Regions from separate parts of the Ovis aries genome. Here region 2 is linked to region 1. A link is a contact called in public Hi-C data. All regions are on one chromosome and are shown on one strand. The core of a region is the stretch at or near the end of the contact, and the rest is flanking DNA. Distances in the headings are between cores, read along the strand shown. Region 1 holds the start of ANKRD42 (ankyrin repeat domain 42). Region 2 holds the start of DDIAS (DNA damage induced apoptosis suppressor).

Region 1 (7,949 bases), core at 3,232-5,731:
ATTTCGTGTTCCAAACATCAAGACTGCATTGTCAGCCTTACTGTCCCGTGAAATATCTTAACGTGCGTTGTGAACCAGAAGCACCGAAAGTATCTAAGCATGAACAGACAGTAGTTGGAGAAGGAAGTAAACAGTTCAAATCAGTTGACAGCTGAAATCATTTCTTACACCCACTGTTAGCAAAATGCTATGCATTTTACTCAAAAATCCTTTCAGAGCCTCTACCATATGCCAGGCACTATGATAATACAATGAACAGACATGGATTTTAGACTTTTTTTTTCCACAGATGCTTTTAAAACTATTGGGATAAATTCGACACAACAAAAAACCTGACAGTAACATTGTAAGAGTACAGGTAAAATAAAGGAGGAAGAGGAGGAAACAGTGGAGCAAGTCTCTGAAGAACAACTCAGATATATGTATCCGGGCAAGGGAATAAGGAAGCACCCCACAAAAAACCAAACTACTTGATGTTTAATGATGTTAATCCCCCTAAGTCAGACCTTCATTATTCTCCTTCATTTATTTCTTTTAAACTTTGGCATAAAGGTTTGTGTTTGGTTCTCCAGATAAGCAGTGGGGCCTTAGTTCCCTGCTGCTGCTGCTAAGTTGCTTCAGTCGTGTCCGACTCTATGCGACCCCGTAGACGGCAGCCTACCAGGCTCCCCCATCCCTGGGATTCTCCGGGCAAGAACACTGGAGTGGGTTGCCATTTCCTTCTCCAATGCATGAAAGTGAAAAGTGAAAGTGAAGTCGCTCAGTTCTGTCTGGCTCTTAGCAGCCCCATGGACTGCAGCCCACCAGCCTGATCAGGGACTAAATTCATGCCCCCTGCAGTGAAAGTGCAGTGCCTTAACCACTGGATCACCAGCAAAATCTCCATTATTCTCCTTTAAACAAGTTCTGCAAGATCTACAAATGACATTCTACCCATTTTAATCCATTTCATACAGGAACACTCTAATCCATCGTATGCAAGGACACTATCCTGATCACTGCATGCCTCCACACTCCAAACTGCTTCTGGTTATCCAGCGCTCATCTAGAGGCTCTCAGTACGACAGTCTATGCCCTCCCATAACTTGCTGCATGCTAAGTCGCTTCAGTTGTGTCTGACTTTGTGGCTCTATGGTTGCAGCCCTCCAGGCTCCTCTGTCCATGGGATTATCCAGGCAAGAATACTGGAGCAGGTTTTCATGCCCTCCTGCAGGGGATCTTCCTGCATCTCAGGGATCCATCCCGCATCTCATCATGTCTCCTGCATTGGCAGGTAGGTTCTTTACCACTAGCACCACTTGGGAAGCCCTCCCATAACTTGCCTCCATCTAATTTCACAACCTTTTTTCTCACCACATGCCATTCCAGTTTATTCATTCATCCACTCATCCACCCACTCAACATTAACCTGGCATCTATCATAAGTATAAAAAGATTAAAAAGACATGGTCTCTATCCTCAAGGAACTCACAGAGATATACAAATACAAATTACAAAACAATGTAGTTAAGAGCAACGACAGAAATATTCCTAAGAACTTACGGAAGCAGAAGACTTCTAACTCAGCTAGGACAGGAGGGAAGGAGAGCAGAAAAGGGTTCCTAGAAAAGGTAACACCTGCGATGAATCTTCAAGGGTTAGCAGGACTTTGCGAGGTGAAATGCATGCAGGAAAAGGCATCCTGGACAGTTCAAGAAACTATAAAAATACCCACCCTACTGTGGAAGCATAAGGTTGAAAGGAAAAGAGGCCAGAATTAGATAAGAGGCAGGCTGTGCTGGAACTTGTTAGAGCTGAACAGACAGCAGGGAGTCATTAAAGGATTTTAAGTAGAGGACTAAGAATGATCAGATGTGTAACGCTGGCTGCAGTGAGGGGAATTAATGGACTGGGGAGCAAAAGGGCAAGAGAAGAGACTCATGGAGACCATATAGGAAGATATCTACAGGAGTCTCCACCAGAGCGGTTGAGACCCTCAACTAAGAGAATGGCAGTAGGAACAGAAGAGGAAACAGATTCAACATATATTATGCAAACAGGATGAAATGAACTTGGAGGGATTTGGTGTGTGAAATAAGGGAAGAATAACAGGACAACTCCAAAGTGTATGACTAAGTTACACAAGCGGTACAGTGCCACTGAAACAACCAACACTAAAGGACAGAGAGGACATAATGGTACAAAATCATATTTTGAATGTGTTGATCTTGAGGTGCCCAAGGAAGAGTTCCACAAGGGGAGCTGTACATGTAAGTCTGCAGCTCCAAGGAGAGGTCTGGAGCTGAGCTCTCACAGTTAGCTGTGTCTCAGTAGTAGGCAGCTTTCTCTGATCCCCAACCTTACCCTACACTGAAGGCAGGGGCCCTCTATTCTTCCTTATAACTCATTACGCTAGTAATTACTTGCTCAGTATTTATCTTCCCCACTAGGAGGAAGGAATGCGTTTGTCTTCTTTGCTCACATATCCTTAAGAAAAAGCACACAGTAGACAATAAATATTTACTGGATGACTGAATAACAGATTCGGAGGTCCTCAGTAGGGTTGAAGTCATAGTACTTAACAAGGCAAAAAGCATCAGTGATGGCACTATCCAAGAGGAAAAAAAAAAAAGCAACATTTATGGAGAGGATAGAAGAAAAGCCAGGATGGATGGATGGATGGGTGGATAGCTAGCTAGCTAGACAGACAGGGAGAGTTGGGAAAGTGGAAAGAAGAAAATTAGGTGAGTCTAATATCTCCAGGGCTTCTATGGTGGCTCAGAGATAAAGAACCCGCCTGGCCAAGGCAGGAGACTCCAGTTCAATCATCTGCTTCGGGAAGATCCCCTGGAGAAGGAAATGACTACCAACTCCAGAGTCCTGGGAAATCCCATGGGCGGAGGAGCCTGGCAGGCTACAGTCCATGGGGTAGCAAAGAGCTGGACACAACTTAGTGACCAAACAACAAACAAATACTATTTACAGAGTCAAATGCCGCAGAGACGCCAAGAACTTAAAAGGGTCCATAAATGTTAACAAGAATTGCTATCACCTAGGAAAGGCAATGGCACCCCACTCCAGTACTCTTGCCTGGAAAATCCCATGGATGGAGGAGCCTTTTAGGCTGCAGTCCATGGGGTCGCTGAGGGTCAGACACAACTGAGCGACTTCACTTTCACTTTTCACTTTCATGCATTGGAGAAGGAAATGGCAACCCACTCCAGTGTTCTTGCCTGGAGAATCCCAGGGACGGGGGAGCCTGGTGGGCTGCCGTCTACGGGGTCGCACAGAGTCGGACACGACTGAAGCGACTTAGCAGCAACAGGAACGAAGTCTCAGGAATGGGCGCAGATGGGAACCAGAAAAAAAAAAGGTAAGGAAAGCTGAAACGAGGAAAGATGGGGGCCAGATGACCAGATGAGCTTTGGGACCCACTGTAAATAGGTCAATTAAGGGGAAAGAGATGAGTGACAGGTGAGAAAGGGAAATGCCAAGAAGAGGCTGGAGTGAGAAAAGTGGAGTGTGGCAGAGACAAGGGCCAGCGAAGCGGTCCGACTCACTCGGGGTCGCAGACTCCGTGGAGGAGGTGGACGGGCCCGAATCGGACACCCCGGGCATGGTGCGGCGACTCGGACTCCGGGGCGGGGTCGAGTCCAGGCCCCCGCTGCTGCGGCGGTCTTCGCTCGCTGTCACCCACGAGCCACTGCAGCAGCGGCTGTCTCCCTCGTCGTCGCTAGGCCCGGGGCCGCCGTCCTCCGTCGTCCTCCCCCAGGAGGCCCGGCAGCGGGAACCTTCGCCCTCACTTTCCCTCTCCCAGAAGCGGCGGCGGCTGGCGTCTTCGCTGACGCTCACCGCGGAGGAGTCGCTGGCCAAGTAGCCGCGGTCTTCACTCACCGCCTCCCAGGAACTGCTGAGGCTGCGGCCGCCATCCACACTCGCGCCCTCCCAAGAGCCACTGAGGCGGCGGCGGCGGCGGCGGCGGTCGTCACTGCCCCTCTCGCCCGAGTCGCTGGCTCGGGGGCCCCGAACCTCCCGGACTTCGTCCCAAGTCCCGCTGAGGCGGAGGCCACGGTCGTCTCTGATGGATCCCGAGTCACTAGTCGGGTGGCTTCCGACTTCACTGAAGCTCGCGTCGCTGCTGAGGCCTCCCCTCAGTCTCTCCCAAGAGTTGCCGGGACGGTGGCCGCAGTCTCCCCTGACTCTCTCTTCAGAGACGCTGCGGCCGTGGTCCAGGTCTTCGCTGACCCTTCTCGAGTCATCGCGGGAGAAGCCGACGTCTTCACTTCCTCTTCCCGTCGGTACCCGGCAGCGGCGATCGCTCTCCTCGCGGATTCTTTGTCTGTCTTCGCTAAGACGAGAGCCTTGGCCCTCGCTCACTCTTTCCCTGGACGGATCACCGCGACGACCGTGCCGGCCATTTATCCTCCACACGCGCTGGCTGGTGCGGCGGCCGCCGTCTTCGGTTGCTACTCCGCGCGACTCACTGTGGCGGCGGCCGCCGTCGGCGAGCACCCGCTCCACCGAGTCGCTTTCCAGCGTCCCGACCACCAGCTACCTGGTTGGAGCTGGGGGCTGGGGGAGCCGGCGCCCTGGAAACGGGTAAACTTCCGGCGTGGTGCGGTCATTTCCGGTTCCTCGCTGCTGTGCGTCACTTCCGACTTCCTTGCCCTTTTTTTTTTTTTCTTTCTTTTTTTTAAGTACTCTATTTTTTTCGAGGCGTCCCTTCTAGACATGGTGGTGTGGAACGGGTTTCGGTGAAATGGCGCTCGGCCTCACGTCCAGCCTGTCTCGGCCCCGTCTCTATAACGGCCTGGCATCGGTTGCGCCCACCAGGGCTCGGCGACGCAGGTGGAGAGGCTCCTGGACTGCAGTCGGCGTCCGTGGCCCGAGTATGTGCCGCGAACCGGGCGGGGCCTTGCATCCTCTGGAAACCTAGTGTCCTTTTTCGGTGCCGGTTGGAGCGTTGGAGAAAATATATTCTTACCCTGTCATAAGTACGGACAAAAGACCTAATGGAGAAATTAAACGGCTGCAGCGCTGTCCCATTATTGAGTGTGCCCACCGCCAGCCTCATTGATAATCGCTTGGTACTATTTCTCACACTAATTTTGTAAGGTAGGTGTTATCCCCGTTTTACAGATGAGGAGATTCGAGGTATAAGTAATTTGTTAAGGCCATACCAGCAGGTAAGTTGCAAAGCCAATGTGAAAAGAGAGGTCGTTAGTCAAAAGACTGCACCAGATCTCCTGACTCCCAAGATTTCGTTTCACTGTAAAATGGTTTCTTTGAACATTTTGGCCCAGATCTTTCTCTGCAGTCCAGTTGCTTGACGTGTGTTCTTCCATTCGTGTTTATAGCAAACACAGGTCAGGTGTTGTGCTAGCATCTGAAAATACAGAAAATTTTTTTTAGCCCCTCCCCCCCCCCACCCCGCCGCCCCATCCTTAGCTGCTTTGCCGTAGGTTTTGTTTTGTGAACACAATTGGGAAATTGCCCTAACCCTGCCTTTCCTCTCTTGAAATAGAGTAAATGCCTTTCTTTACCTTTCATCGCCTCTTGTAATAATAATAACCTCCATTCGTTGAGTTCGTATGATGTGTTGTTTAATATAACCTACCAGGTTGGTATTAACTGTTCCTTTCTACAGAGAAGTTTAACGCCAAAGTTAATTTTTGAGGGTACACAGGCTCCGACGGTAAAAAATCCGCCTGCAGTGCGGGAGACCTGGGTTTGATCCCTTGGTTGGGAAGATCCCCTGGAGGAGGGCATGGCAATCCACTCCAGTGTGCTTGCCTGGAAAATCCCATGGACAGAGGAGCCTAGCGGGCTACAGTCCATGGGGTCGCAAAGAGTGGGACCCAACTGAGAGACTAAGCACAGCACAGCACACACAGCTAGTAAGTAGTGAGTCCCCACATGAGGTATCCAACCTGTCTTGATTTTGCTGTGCATACTCCTCAAAGTCTCTGAATTCCCACAGTCTTTATTTCACAGTCTTTATTAGACCAAGTATCACCTTGTATTAGTTACCTTTTAACAGTTGGTGCTCACTCCTACCCGCTAGGGACTCTGACCTGGAAGGTAGGAACTCTATGGTTAGTTCATCATGGTATTCCTAACATCTAGAATACCTAGTTCAAGGGAAGTGCTTTCTAACTGTTGTTTGGGTGAATGAGTGAGTTGATGTTTGGTTGATTGTCTGGTAAATGAACTAGCAGATTGAAAATAAAATTTTTCAGGGACTTCCCTAACAGTCCAGTGGTTAAGATTCTGTGCTTCCCCTGCAGAGGGTACCAGTTTGAACCCTGGTTGGGGGACTAAGATCCTACTTGCTCAGCGAAGCCAAAAAGAAAGAAAAAAGTTTTTTCAGTTGGTAGGGAATTTGAGATTAGTCAGCCTAGTCCTCTCATTTTTGTAAATGGAGTAACTGAGGCCTTTGTCTTATCAGACATCTATTGAGTTATTAATATGGGGCAGTTCTTATGCTAAATGATTGGTAAATAGTCTTAAACTTAATCTGTATTATTATTTCTATTTTTACAGGTGAAGAAACCAAGATTTGGCCAAGATCACATAGCTAGGTGATAGGGAGTTAGAACCCACTATGACTGACTCCAGATTAATACAGTGTTTGTAGCCACATACGGATAAACACACTGAGAGAATAAGGCAGCACACTCTTAAAGGATATACATTTGGTGGAAAAAATCAGGAAAGAAAGTAAACAGAGAAGTAGAAAAAGTAAAATCTCCCAAAATAAACTTAAAAGGAATTAAAGATAAAAGCAGGAATTAATGAAATAAAATTGATCATAATAGTAGCTGGTGTTTGAAAAGAACAAATAGCAAATCTGAGGAAGAAAAGGAAAGAAAACAGGAACAAGAACATATTACAGATATGAGGGACTTTGAAAACAGAAGTGAATTATTTGTGTGTGTGCTCAGTCACTCAGTGTTGTCCAACTCTTTAGGACCCAGTGGACTATAGCCTGCCAGGCCCCTCTGCCCATGGAATTTTCCAGGCAAGAATACTGGAGTAGGGAGCCATTCCCTTCTCCAAGGGATCTTCCTGACCCAGATATTGAGTAGCCATTGCAGTACTTTGTAAATTAGAAACTTGAATATACATCAGGGAAAGAATGGCTGGATAGATTATGTTATATTCATATAATGAAATATTACGTGAGGAGAAATGCAGCTCTCCATGCATTAATCAAAATGAAAATAGTTGTAAGACAGTAAATGAAAAAGGAGGCAAAACAATGTGTATGTGATCTCATCTAATTTCTAGTAATTACTTTGTAGAATTTTCCAAAGTTTAGTAAAGATCTAAATTGTTAACTCAGTGGCTACTTTATAGAATAAGATATGAAAAGAAACTATTTTTGTCTGGTATCAATTTTTTATTTTTTAGATATTCCTAAATAAAATTAGGAAGCACAGGAAAACATGCACTCTTACATAAAGCAAACTTTTAAGAAGTATATGAGCCAAGAATGATTAAGATGCTGTTTTTAGCAAAGAGTCGTTGATAATATTCAGGAGAGCAATTTTAATGAAATAGGCCAGCTGTATAAAACTACAGGATTTCAAGGTAAGTGAGGGACTAACTGAAAGAAATTTCTCAAGTGAAACACATTTCAGAACACTGAAGTGGGTATCGGCATTCCAGAGAATCAGAACCCTTTGTAAGTAGGAAATTTGTGGTTACAAGTAAAATTGGCTATCTCATTTTTTGCAAAGTGGGGTGATAAAGCAGGTTGTTCCTCTAATCCTCTGTAAACTAACTCTTTCCATACAGTTCTACAGGAGGGAGTAGGGCCAACCCCAGGACAAGGATTAAGTGGGTTTTGGAAACCATCTCTGCTTTCTGCATTTACACCCTGTAGGCTTCCCTTTGGTGCTCCCCTCTAAACTCTCGCTGGGCTGCCCCATGGGTGCTTTTTTGGTCTTATTCTGTAACTTCTCCTT
Region 2 (7,949 bases), core at 2,611-5,110, 260 kb after region 1:
GCTACTGACTTCAAGTTCCTTCTTGCCAAGTGGCAAATGATGGAATGTACATCAGTAAATGCATCTTCTCTGAACATCTCTAAAATCCAGTTTGGGTACAGTGTTAATATGGTGGTACAGCTACCTATGTGCTAAAAAGTGAAGTGTTAATTGTTCAGTCATACCTGACTCTTTGCAACCCCATGGACTGTAGACCACCAGGCTCCTCTGTCCATGGGATTCTTCAGGCAAGAATACTGGAGTGGGTTGCCATTTCCTCCTCCAGGGATTCCTGACCCAGGAATTGAACCTGTGTCTCCTGCACTGCAGGCAGATTCTTTACCATGAGCCACAGCAGAAGCCCATATATGAGCTAGGGGAGATAAAACAGGGCAAAACTCCCTCCTGAAAATGTGGTCTTTTATCTGCTTAAAATCTTGTAGTTTGAAATGAAGCCTCAATTCCCCACAATGCCTGTAAGGCCTTAGCTCATCTAGCACCACCTCTTTGACCTCACCTTGTCCCACTTGCCCTCTTTAATCACTACACTTCAAGCCAAGCCAGCCTTCTTTCTGCTCCTTAAATGCACAAAATAACTTCTCTTTTCAGGCTTCTGTTCTTACTTTTCTCTTTGTCTATAAGGCTTTTCCCTTAGTTCTTCAAATAGTTGGCTCTCATTCTCGTCATTAAATCTTTAATGTTAACCTGAAGAGAGCCCCTTTTCATTTCAATAAATACTCTCTTCTGCTTGGTTTCCATGATATCATCCATTTTATTCCTTTAACCACACTTGTGATATATGCCATCATGAAAATGTACATATGCTCCCTTGTTTCTGTTAGTTCTACCCTCATTAGTCTGAAAGTTTCATGAAGATGGCGGCCTGGTCTATCAAGTCACCAGTAAATGCAAAACATATATATGCAGAAATATTTGGGAATTAATTTCTAAATTAATTGTGTAAGCACTAATTGCTATATTTTAAAGGCAAGAAATTGGTTAAACTTATTATTTAAGGGTTTATTGCCCTCTAGTGGAGAAATAGGCTCAGAAAACTATAACAATGGTAAATTTGAGAACTGAAATGTAAAAGGTCATTAAGATATTTTTATTATTTGCGTTTCATTTGGTAGACTCAGCAAACGGCAAAAAGACTTTCCATCCATTGGCAGTGGACAAATATGAAATCAGATCCTTTTAGGCAGTCACTATTAGTCATTCCCTTTGCTGTTTTCATAGTATTTCCTTATGATTTTGGTCATCTAGTTTGTTTTGTCTCTCTCTCTCTCTAGTGTCTGATTTCAAGTATTGAATTTATGTTTGATGGACAACTGAATGAAGCATGAGGAATGAGCAAACACTAAAGTTAGGAAAACATGATCTCAGACTTGGGAACATTCCATATGTGGTATCTACCTGCGGTTTATCTTTCTTCTTGATTTTATTGGGGAGGATGGTAATACAGCATTATATTGCTTTCAGTTCCACCACAGTCAACAAACCATATTCCAATTTAATAAGTTCAATATGTGCTCAGTCGCATCTGACTCGTTGTGGTCCCATGGATGTAGCCCACCAGGCTCTTCTGTCCATGGAATTTTCCAGGCAAGAATACCATAGCAGGTTGTCATTTCCTATTTCAAGAGATCTTCCAGACCCAGGGATTGAACTTGCGACTTGTGTTTCCTGCATCGGCAGGCAGATTCTTTACTACTAGTATCACCTGGGAAGTCCAAGTTCAATATACTTATTTATCAATTTATTGTGCAGCTGATAAATACCAGCTGATGGGAATAATATAAGTGATCAACAAAATAGACAAGGTCTCTACCTGGTCACTTGATCTATAGCCTAGTAAGAGATAGGTAGAAAATTCTATACAGGAAAAGTACATTATACCATGAGAAAACTACAACAGGAGACTCATTTAGTCTAAGATTGTGACCAAAGGATGAAATCACTCCTTTAAAACACTGGGCCACACTTCTAACGGCATACAGAAAAGGAGATGTGACTAACTCCTCTCCCTTTCTTCATTCCTCCTCAAACTGCTCTTGCTTTGCAAGAAAATCTTTGTCATTCTGTTGCTCTCAGATTTCTCATTTCATATATTATAGGACAGACTCTTTAGCTATGGAAATGGTAGTTACTTTGAGTTGCTTTATTAAAGCTGTCTAATGGTCTCCCTCCAAGGGTGCATAATTTGTCTAATCTTTCTAAAGGCAGTCATAACAAGTCCCTGAGAAATGATCTTCTGACATTAAAATGAAAATTCTGGAAAAGGGAGAGGGAGGTAGGAGATTAAAAAAAAAATCAAAAAAGACAAAACCTCTTTTGTTTGGAGAAATACTGATGAAAAATATTTTTAAAACATTACTCAGGAAACTCTTAGTGAGTATCAAGCACAGTTCATTGCACTTACGACAGGTAAAGTTCCAGAGATGGGGAAGGGGACAGGGTTACAGATAGAAAAAAATCACCTCATGCAGCTGTCCTTTCTGAATACATTTCAGCAACACTGGCCTTTTCTTAGTTTCTTGAACATTAAGATGCTAAGTTCTTTCCTGCTTTAAGGCCTTTACATAACCTGTTCACTCTGGAATTTTCTTCCTTTCTTCTATTGCATGGCTAGATCATTCTCATCTTCTAGGCCTCAATTTAAGTGTCAACTCCTCAGAGGCCTTTCCAAACAAACCTAACTCAAATAGATTCCACTTCATTCTTTTTAAGCCCACACACAAAAAGTTTAAGTTCCGAAGGATTCTCACATCTTGTTCACCATTGTGATCCTAGTACTTAGAAGTTCTTAGCACAGAGGGAGACAGTTAAAAAAACTATCTGTAGAATGAGTAAGTAACTACTGGGTGCTTTCTGACCCAATTTTGCAGGATGATGAAAGGCCTCCTGATAGAAAGCTTCATAAATTGAGACCTAAACAATGATTAAGAACTAGGTGGGATGGGATTCAGATGGGGTCTGAAGGTGAGGGAGAATGGTGCATTTGAGGGACTCAAAAGGACATTCCATGTGGTTGGAGCATAGGGCTGGAGGGGTGAAAAAAAGAGCTGGAGTACTAGGCAAAGGCCAGACAAGAAGGGCCCTGTTAACCACTTTAAGGAGTTTAGACTTAAACCTGAGGGCAAACAGGAGTGACCAAAGGAAAGGTTTTTAATGGGGAGTGTCCTCATCAGATTTGTACTTTATCAGCCTAGCAACGTGGAGACTGGATTGGAACGTAAGGAAATTGAAAGAATCAGCTGGGAGGCTACAGTCATAGTTATGAAGCAGTTGTGCTGAACCAAAGTAAAACTGGCGAGAAGCGTATGGTTTGAGATATTCAAGAGGTTGGTGTGGCTTGATGTGAGAGACAAGGAAGGTACCTAGAAAACTTGTTTCTGGTTTGAACACTCTGCTCAGTGAGCACTTGTCCCTCTGAGTCATCAAAGCAGTTTGGAAAAGATCCCTTTTCAGCAGGTACTACTGGGCATAGCCGCCCGCTGTGTACGAGCCTCCGAGCACCTCAAAAATTGCAGTAGCACCTTTTTCCTCCCTGTATTTCGGGTTCCAGACACTTACTCGTTTCCAGGTCGGTGGCACACAAACGCTCTCTGACTGACTGCAACAGCACCGTCTAAAATGAAAAGAACTGACCTCACTCTTCTCTCACAACCGCCCGTTTATAGACGAGACTGACTCCTGAAAAAAAAACATAGAATGCTCCGAATGCTCACTCAGAACGACGTTCAAGGGTCTTCCTAGGAGTCTCCGGCCCTTGCTCCCCGAGAATCTCCTCCCGCACCTTCTCACCTGAGGCAGAGGACCAGGAACCTGCCCGGGCGAAGCTCAGTGACGCGGACCCCAAGACTCAAGCGGCTAGAGAGTGTCTTCCAATCGAATCTCCCGCGCCTCCTTCCGCCGGAAGTGACGCCATGACCGTCTGGCCTTAGAGCCAATCAGAAGACGACACCGCCCAGGTTGGCGATGTAGCTCGACAACCTGTGAGGTTTTGGGAACAACCATTTTTGTCCGAGAGGCTTAGGCAAGTGTCCTTTCCCAACTGATTGAGCAGTAGTACAGTCTGTACAGTTGGTTTTGAGGCAGCGTTGAGCCAGCCAGGCGTAGGTGGTAGTGGGTGGGAGCGCCCCTCAGACCGAGGTTCACCTGGCTGACTGGAAGTAGAAGCGGAAGTTGGTGGTGAGGGAGTCACGAGGACCGAAAGGGACTCCGCCCGCTGGGGCTGGGACTGCTCCCAAGGAGAGGGGAAGGCGGGGTCCGAAGCTGGGTGCCGGAAGACGGAAGGGGGCGTAGCTTGGAAGCAGGGACCGGGACCTAGTGGGATTCCGGGGCGACCTCCGTTGAGAAGTGGACTGTGTGGATTTCACGCATGTGTAGGGGTGACTAACCGACAGAGTGCCCTAGGAGGTGATTAGGCTGACATGGAGGTGGCGGTGCAAAGGAGCCAGACCTAGTGGGGATAGCTTAGTAGTATACATGATTTTAGTGAAAAAGGCAGGGTATGAACACATTAACACGGATTGGCAGATGCCGCTGCCAGTCAGGAGGAGCAGCTCTGTACCCTGAGCTCCTCTTTTCAGGGTGTTTTGACTGTCAGGGCTGAGTGACTAGTGAATGATTTAGTCCTTGTAGAGCTGGTGGCGAGTGCCAGTTTTAAGTTGGCAGTAGCCCTTCCTGGGGCTTCCCTGGTGGCTCAGACGCTAAAGAATCCGCCTGCAATGTGGGGGACTTGGGTCAGATCCTTGGGTTGGGAAGAATCCCCTGGAGGAGGGCATGGCAACTCCCTCTAGTATTCTTGCCTGGAGAATCCCATGGACAGAGGAGCCTGGCAGGCCACCGTCTATAGGGTCGCAAAGAGTTGGACACGACCCAAGCGGCCTGGCACGTTTGCACGCATGCACACACTATTATTATGTAGGATTTGCGGAGGACAAGGATGTGGCGATGAAATAGAGGTGGACAGGGCAGGGTTTGGCAGTGACGATAAAGGGGGAGGATATAGGGTGCGGAGAAAGTGTTTGTGTGTGTGTGGGGGTGATATAGTTAAGAATGGGGTTCAGAGGTCAGATAGGAGGGGCCCTGGGATGGTAAAGGTAGGCTTTGAGTTGGAAGGGAATAAAGGTGAACTCTATATAATAAAGAGGGGACGGTAAAAGAGGGAAATGAAACCTGGCGGCGCCCTGTGGGACTGGGACGGGGTTTGGAATGGCTTTGGCAACTCGAATTTGAGAGGCTTTGCTGAGGGGCGGGGTAGCATTGGGTTTCCCCCGGGAAGGAGGGGCCTGTCTCGGGGCAGGAGCTGTGGGCTGGGCGGCGCTGCGTGCATCTGCCTGTCTCCCTCCTACCCGCTCTGCAGCCACGGTCCTGAGCCATGGGGCGCTGCTCCCTCCTGCTCCTGCTCCTAGCTTCCCTGACTCCTGGGGCCGCCAGCCCCGTATCGCCGTCACTGAGGGCCCCTAGCAGCCTACCCTGGTCAACGAGCTTCGGATCTCGCCCTACTATTACCCCGAAGTATTCGATTCGCTACATCCAACAGAAGGTAAGGCCAAAAGGGTTGGGGTGTCCGAGTGGGTGGCGAGGACTGGGGTTTTGTGGTTTTCAGGCACCGAAGCTCATTGAAATTGTAGAACCCTAATGCTGAAGACTTGTCCGGTGGCCCAAGTCCCATCTGTTTAAACTCACCTTCCATCACCAATAATTTATTGTCATTTCTGGCTCTACACTCCCTTCTGTGATTGACCATCACAGTCACTTCAACTCCTGCTTGCAGAGGATGCCCTAAAATTCCTTTGACCTCCCGCCAAATTCAAATTATTTAATGCCAGCTCTGGAGCCTACTTCGAGGTGACAGTCATTTTTTGTCCCAAAGCAGCCCCTAAGTTCAAGTTTCTAATATCTTACCAGATAATATATAATATTTTTTCAATCTAAAATGTCAGTCTGTTGTCTTATGCTCAGCTCAGAGTTGCTTTTGTAGCCCTTTTATTAAGAGTTTTCATCTTTCCTTGGAAGTTGTAGGAGTCTGTCAAAATTTGGAGTGGGGAGTGAAGGTGAGCATCTCTATAGTTCTGAATTTTGAGTTCAGAGGTTTAAGGTAGGCATGATGCCTTTGTGCCTGGCTGAAGCATGAGGTAGGTGTTCCCTGAGAAGCCTGAATGAGGAAGTACATCTTTTGTGAAATGACAATATCATTTACAGTTCTGGGAGCCTGTGAAAAGATAAATGACCTTCCCAGGTGGCACAGTGGTAAAGAATCTGCCTGCCAAGGCAGGAGATAAAAGAGACGGGGGTTTGATTCTTGGGTGGGGGAAGATCCCCTGGAGCAGGAAATGGCAATCCACCCCAAAATTCTTGCCTGAGAAATCCCGAGGACACAGGAACCTGGTGGGCTACATTCAATGGGGTCTCAAAGAGTTGAACACGACTGAGCAACTGAGCATGCATGTGTGCATGCATGTGAAAAGATAGGCAAAGATTTGGGAAACATTGGGATTAGAACTTCAAGAGTCTGAGGTTTGGCTTTAGGAGTTAGATAGATCAGAATTCCAATCTATTAATACTAGCTCTCTGACCTTGGGAAGTTTCATATACCTCTCTGAGCCCAGTTTCTTGACCTCTGGGGGATTTGGTGGTGGTTAAATGAGAATAGATGACATATCCCTAACAAAGTATTTGGTCTCGAGCAGACATTTAGTAAATTGATGGTTCCTAACCCAAGTCAGTTTTGAATGGGAATTTGATAGAGAGGGATGACGTGAACTTCTAGTATAAGAAATCATTTTTAACCCAGAAATTTAGAGATTATGAAGAGAAAGCATTCTAGTTTTAGCAGGAGTACTAGGAAACATCTTTTTCTTAGGCAGTTCTCTAGGCTTCAGTTTCCTCATTTGTAAATTGAGAGGTTTGGACAAGAACCAATGTGTTTCACATTTTACTGAAAAATTAAGGCTTTGGGAGAGCTGTCTCAGAGGGATGGTGAAGGCCCATATGGAAACCAAGTTAGGGTACCCCAGAACCCCTCCCCCTGACTTCTTTCAGCCTGAGATTTATATTTTTATTTGTGCTATATGCTGGGATTTTGCAGAGTTCCATAACTAAAGTTAAGTTGAAGGGAAACTACTGGAATGGATATCTATAATCCTTTTAGGAATGGTGAGAGAACTGTCAGCAGAAAAGAGGGAGAATGAAAAGGTAGAAGAGACTGAATGATCTCTTAGGTCCTAATTTATATTTCTTCATTGTAAATTTCTTTCTTGACCACTTCACTCTTTAGATATAAAAGGCCAGTTCTTTTTCCATTTGTGGTGATTTACAAGATCTGTTTGGCCTTATTCAGCCATGTTTTGCCCTCTGGCTTATATTTAGTTCACATTTTAGGACTCAGATTCCACAAATGGATTTATTACCATAATAGTAATTTTATTTGCATCAACTCCAATTGAGTTTTATTTCACTGTTTTGAGAAAGACTTTCACATATATACAAATGTGTTGTATAATAATTATTGCACAATAATCGTTTTATAGTAATTGCCAGTTTTTCTGCACCATAAATTTTTAGTTGGGATTGAAAAGTATGTGTAAACTCAACTTTAATTTTTTTTTTAAGTTAGAGCAGATGAAGTACTTTCATGCCTTTTAATGATAAACATTATTATTGTACTTAAGACTTAGTCTTTATTCAAGGTTTAATTTTCATTCAACTTTATAATGATTTCTTTATCTGTGTTATATCTGTCTAAGCTATTCCCAATTGTTATTATATTCATGCAAACTCCATGAATGGTCTCAGTATAAAGGCTTAGCCCTCCTTCGTAACTCTGATTACTTGCAGAATAAAGGTCAAAGTCCTTCGTATTTTTTCTTATCGCATGCTGGTCTTTCAGCTTCATATCCTGCCATAGATCCCCACCTCCTTCCACCTTCTCCACACTTTTAGCAACATAGAACATAGAC

Evidence for each region. A called contact is a pair of places that touch in the nucleus more often than the background predicts.
Region 2: a contact with region 1 is called in a Hi-C map of liver, with 6 times the contacts expected there. The contact joins the promoter of DDIAS here to the promoter of ANKRD42 in region 1. A contact is called at or near these places in 3 of 16 Hi-C or Micro-C datasets (blood, liver and tail adipose tissue).

What each region holds. Positions count from the first base shown.
Region 1 is chr21:12,046,989-12,054,937 of ARS-UI_Ramb_v3.0, forward strand. ANKRD42 (ankyrin repeat domain 42) reads right to left here and starts at 4,482. Exons shown (of 10, transcript XM_027960118.3): 1 at 3,540-4,482. The coding sequence starts at 3,597.
Region 2 is chr21:12,309,300-12,317,248 of ARS-UI_Ramb_v3.0, forward strand. It overlaps DDIAS (DNA damage induced apoptosis suppressor), which reads right to left and starts at 3,861. Exons shown (of 5, transcript XM_060403938.1): 1 at 3,787-3,861. PRCP (prolylcarboxypeptidase) reads left to right here and starts at 3,935. Exons shown (of 10, transcript XM_042238281.2): 1 at 3,935-4,367; 2 at 5,351-5,533. The coding sequence starts at 5,366.